2 separate regions of the Ovis aries genome follow, and region 2 is linked to region 1. The links are chromatin contacts, called in public Hi-C maps. All regions are on one chromosome and are shown on one strand. The core of a region is the stretch at or near the end of the contact, and the rest is flanking DNA. Distances in the headings are between cores, read along the strand shown. Region 1 overlaps SMG6 (SMG6 nonsense mediated mRNA decay factor). Region 2 overlaps SMG6 (SMG6 nonsense mediated mRNA decay factor).

What was found. Hi-C and Micro-C count contacts between places; a contact is called where the count stands out from the background.
Region 2: a Hi-C map of omental adipose tissue shows a contact between it and region 1, with 1.5 times the contacts expected there. The contact joins two enhancer-like sites. A contact is called at or near these places in 2 of 16 Hi-C or Micro-C datasets (omental adipose tissue and tail adipose tissue).

The regions. Positions count from the first base shown.
Region 1 is chr11:22,977,396-22,980,054 of ARS-UI_Ramb_v3.0, reverse strand. It overlaps SMG6 (SMG6 nonsense mediated mRNA decay factor), which reads left to right. Exons shown (of 19, transcript XM_015098571.4): 16 at 1,145-1,298. Among named protein-coding and RNA genes, the nearest start is that of HIC1, 13 kb to the right of the region's middle. Within about 2 kb of position 1,369, at least 10 of the 54 cell types and tissues checked have an H3K27ac peak or open chromatin away from gene starts, as enhancers often do.
Region 2 is chr11:23,026,688-23,029,346 of ARS-UI_Ramb_v3.0, reverse strand. All of the region lies in intron 13 of SMG6 (SMG6 nonsense mediated mRNA decay factor), which reads left to right. Among named protein-coding and RNA genes, the nearest start is that of TRNAG-UCC, 17 kb to the left of the region's middle. Within about 2 kb of position 1,351, at least 5 of the 54 cell types and tissues checked have an H3K27ac peak or open chromatin away from gene starts, as enhancers often do.

The sequences.
Region 1 (2,659 bases), core at 120-2,619:
GGTTTGGTGTCCTCCAGCTCCACACTTGGGGGCACGGGGTCTGGGCAGATGCCCACAAACCAGCTTGCTTCCTGGCCATGGTCCCCAGAAGACGAAGCAGCCGGAGAGTGACCAGGCCCCTAGTGACAGGTGGACCCAGAGCCTATCTCCCAGGGTCTCCGCCACGCGTGCCCTGTCAGACTTGAGAAAGCTGGGCTTTTCCAAATGGGTTTGGAAACGACCCTGAAAGATGGGAACATGTAAGACTGACAAGCTCCAGGCCATGAGCTTTCCGAGGTGTGCTGCCCAGACCACTGGTACTGCCCGAGGGGTTTTTTTAGTGATGCGTAGGAGACACGCTGACTCCTTACTGCGGAAATTCAGCTTGAACTGGTAAACATGCCTGGGCGCTCAGACTCCCGATACCACTTATATTATTTGCTGAGCCACAAAAGCGAGTTGACTTGAAGTCCATCTAAAGAAAAACACCAAGTAAACAAGCAGTATAGATTGTGCAGAGTTGTGGCAAAGCAGCACGGGCGGAACACAGACGACCCCTGCGTAGGGAGCACCCGGCTGCTCGGGGGAAGACGGTCTTCATTCTCGTCAGTCCAGACGGCATTCTCTACAGACATGTGACTTGGGATGTCATCTGTCCCTCTGTGTGGACTCCTGCCACTCTGGGAGACAGTGGTGTCAATTATTAGTTGTCAGCATCACTTTTTTTTGCATAGGTTTTGAGGTGGTTCTTTTTCTTTCTTTCTTAACTACACAGTGAAGTAAGTGGAAATGACAAATTCTGTCTGAGTATATGTGTGTGTCTAAAGTATCTAGATTAAGAAGTACCTCCTGTATTCTCAGTAACGTGTGTGAAGCCACTCTCCTGCGCCTTGTTGATTTTTAGCCCCAGGTCTTCCTTTCAGAGCCCCTTTATTTTGAATGCCATCAGGGTCCCTTCTCAGTCCCACGTGGGGTTTTAGTCACACCTTGTTCCCCAAGCCTTTGGTCTCCGTGGGTTTGTCTTGGGCCAGCCCCACGGGGGGCTGGCTGTCCCTCTGGAGCAGGGGTTGAGGCTGAGGGGGCAGGGTGCTGATGCACACGGAAGAGTCAGGGCCCGGGCTTGCCCGGCACTGGCGTGCTCATCCACCACTCTGTGTCCCCGTAGGCTGTCCTGGAGGACCAGAGTCACGTGAGGCAGATGGAGCTCGAGATCAGACCCTTGTTCCTCGTACCAGACACCAACGGCTTCATTGACCACCTGGCCAGCCTGGCGCAGCTGCTGGAAAGCAGGAACTACATCCTGGTGGTGCCCCTCATCGGTGAGTCAGGGCCGGGCCCGCCCTGCACATGCGCAGCGAGGCCCCTCTGCGCGCACGCGCCGCAGCCCGGGGGCCCAGCAGGCAGAGCCCCGCCGTGTGTGTAAGACAGGATTTGCAGGGAAGTTGGGAATGCGTGGGGCAAGGGAGACTGTTTAATAATCAAAGCAGTTCGAATTATTATGGCTGATCCGTGGCTTAAACTGCTTGAGCAAATGGACTCCTGTGTCCCAGCAACCAGAGGCTGCCCGAGCCCAGCCCTTGTTTTTATCCTTATAAAGCTCGCAGTAAAACAGCAAAGCTGGTTCCCGTTATTGGTAAACACTCAGCCCTGGCAGATAACGGCAGTGCTGCTGGGTGGTCTGGCAGGGAGGCTGGGAGGATTTTGAAGTGGTTAGATGCCTTTGGTCTGATGGGCTCGTAGCTTTTCACGATCATTCTGTTGGTTCGAGGTAGCGTTATTCTGGCCAGTGTCACCCTAAGGCCAGGCCGATGGAGGCCCTCCAGCACAAGCCCGTGGCTCCCGCCTGTGGATTCCTGCCACTTGGGCCCTCACCACTGTCTGGTCGCTGTTTGCTGGTACAGGGTCATCGTCTCAGGGCCGGCTCGCGCACTTCCACCCTCAGGCCAAAGGAGCCCAGCTGGGCCATCTCCAGGGACTGTCTAAGGCACCCCTGGTTCTCAGAGCCCTGTGGTGGGTCGGCTTCAGGAGGGGCCCCGGGCTTCTGTCTGTACAACTCATACAGCCGCTAGCGCCGAGAGCTGTCCTCTGGAGGGAGGGGGTCTGGAAGACGACTGGGAAGCTAGGGCTGCTTAACGTCCCCTCTCAGCAGCCACTTGGAGCAAGTTTGGAAGCCCTGGCCTCTGGACGGTCTGCCAGACTGGCCGTCTGCCTGCCAAGCCACCTCTGACATCCATGCCAAGATGTTCCATTGGGCCTTCCCTCCCAGTCCCCAGTGTCTTAGTGCCAGATGAGGGTGGAAACAAAGGGCAGGAAACATCCGCCCCTGCAGAGGCTGTAGAACCCTGGGGGGTTGTGGGAAACACGTTAGCACCACCTGAGAATGTTGGCACTGAAGCGGCCCTCGGCCCGCCTCCACCCTCCCTGTCTTCCTTCCCCCTCCCCATGTGGCCTGGCCAGAGCCTCTTCAGCCCAGGCCCTGAGACCCACAGGAAGGTTTTCTGTTCTTCAGAAGTAGAGCAGCTTGTCTCCCCAGGGCCAAGCCAGACCCTCGTGTTGTTGGAGCCACCCCTCTGCCCTCACTGGGTCCCGGGTTGGGCAGCTTTCAGGAGAGCAAGTCCCTGTGCTCTCCTGCCCAGGAGATTTTCAGGAGTAAGAAAGTGAATTGGGTGCTCTTTGCTGG
Region 2 (2,659 bases), core at 102-2,601, 49 kb before region 1:
GTTCTCTGTGCTTTCTCTACCTTTCTGCCCCCTAGCCTGTACCCTACCCTCATTGTCATCTCTCGCCTTGTAAACGGATAGCTTCTTTATTGTAGCATTTGGTTTCCCCACGCTAGAATTGCTCTACTGCCACTCTGCCCAAATTCCTGTGCTAGCCACTTGGGCGTTCTGGTGTCAGAACTCAGTAGCGTCCCAGCTGTCCCACCCAGCTTTCTCAGCTCTCCTCTTTCTCTCCTGGGCTATTGTGCTGGAATGATATTCCTCTTGGATTTCAGTGTGTGCAGTCTTCTTTGGGTGGAGCCTGGAGCTGTTCACAGGAGTGCTGGTAATGTCTGGCCGTCAGTGCTGCCAAAGGCAAAAAGCTGGCCTCTTCTCAGTTTAAAGCACATAGTTGGATTGCTGGGGCAGTGTTAGATGGAGGGTGGGGTAAGCAAATACCACTCTCTTCCTACTGTGTTTTCAGGAAATGATTATAAAGGAGCTATAAGTGCTATTGAAGCCTACAGAATGGATTGGCAACTTCCCCCAACCCTCCAAAGAAGAAAACACACACACTCTCTCTCTCTCTCTCTCTCCCCCTCCCTCTCTCCCTTTCTCCCTCTCTCCTCTACTCCTCGACTCCTCCATTAGGCTTCATCCCAGATCCACACCCTCATTGTTCTGCTGAACTTAACTTGGTACTCTTTCAGTGCAAAGAACCTTTGTTAAAGTATCTCCGTTCTCTTCCCTGGGAAAGAACTCGAGCATAATCTGCTGAACAAGGGTTGAACTTTCCCTTTAGGCAAACTGTGGGTTCCACTTCCCTGTCCTCTCCGCTCCTGGGAGCAGTGTGAGCAGACGCCTGTGTAGATGGAGGAGTAACCAGTGCCAAGACTTAATCCCTCAATTAGGGAGTAGGGTTTTCAGAACTGGTAGTCAAACTGTTTGCAGAGACAGTTGTCAGTGAACAGCATCTCTGTGCCGCCAGCACACCTCCATTCCTTTCTTCTAGCTGCCTGGTTCCCTGTACGGCCCTCTCCCCCGCTTCCCCTGTGAGGTCTAAGCCGCATGGCTCTTACAGATCTTGTCTGGAGTCTCCTAAAGTGGCAGGTTTGGCTGTGCAGAGTGCAGCATCCCAGAGTCTGCCCCTCCTCTCTCGGCAGCTGTTTGCCACTGACCGAGGTGGCGACTGAGCCTGTGTGTGTGGCCGGAGTCAGTGATGAGCCTCCCACCCAGGCCTGGGGAAGCCCTCCGCCAGTGTGGTTCCTGTGGCAGCGGCCAACACGCCAGAGCTCCTCATACCTTCGGGGCTGTGGTGTAACAGCCAGCTTCATGCGGTGGCATTGTTTAGTGTTGGTTGACTTGACTTTTCTGTCCCCACCCTCTGTGTTTCAAGGCATCTGGCCGTGGCCCAGGAGAGAAGAAGCTGGCACTTGCAGAGTGGCTTCCTGCTGCCTCTCTTGTAGTAGGAGCCAGGACCACCTTCCATCCCTGCCTTCCTACCAGTGTGGCAGAGGCACAGGGCCCCTCTGTGCTCAGCCTCCCGTTGTGGGGTTTCAAGTTGCCTAAGATCAGGACGCGGCTATCTGCCAGGTTATCTGCCCAGATAAACATTTATTATTTACAGGGAGGTGTTTCAGCTGCTCTGGCGGATCCCACTGGTGAGATCTTCTAGTTTCTTGAGGTTTGAAGCCAGTGTGTGGGGCTGACATCCAGACAGAGAACTGCTGGAGCTGGCGAGGTTCTCTGTGACTTCTGACATCGTTCAGCCATGGCCCCCTCCCCACCGGGTGCCAGAGCCAAATTTATAGCTCTCAGTTCCCAGCCCTGCCTTCTGGGTATTGAAACTGCCTCTACTTTTTCAACATTTCTAGCCTTTCAAATTTGAAGATTTGTATCAGAGCCAGTGTTATGACATAAGCAGCTGAAGACTTCTTCTAGGTGGCAAAACCAGCATTCTGACCTGTTTTCCTTAATAGCTACTGAGACAGCCGTTTAGTGAAGGCAACCAGGATAAAGATAGGTGGGTTGTTTTTTTTTAAAATGCAAACAGCCATGTCCACTGCATCCAAATATACATTGTCTTTTTATTTTCCGGTGATAGAATTGGTTCTCAATGGTTTATTATATTGCAAGGTTGAAAGTTACAGTGAGCTCACTTATCCTCAACATCTGGATTCTGTCACTCATAATATTGCTTTGTCATCCATCTCTCCATCCATCTCTCCATCTATCATGTTTCTTTTTGATCTGTATCATCAATATATTTCCTCTAAATCCTTCAGCATGAATATATGTCATTAGAATTCAGTATTTGCTTATGGTTTTTTCTTTTGAGATAAAATTTACATACAGTGATATGGACAAATATTAAGTGTACCTTTGATAGGTTCTGACAAATGCATATACTTCTGTAACCCAAGGTCTTTCAAAATTTGAAGTCTTTTTATTATGCTCCCTTAGCTCCACCTTTACCCCCAGAGGCTGTTCTTTTTTTTTTTTTTAATTTTTTTTTTAATTTTTTAAATTTTAATATCTTTAATTCTTACATGCGTTCCCAAACATGAACCCCCCTCCCACCTCCCTCAGAGGCTGTTCTTTGTCCTGACTTTTTTCCCCACGATAGATGAGATGTGCTCTTTCCAGAACTTTATAAGAATGGTATATAGTTTTTTAAATA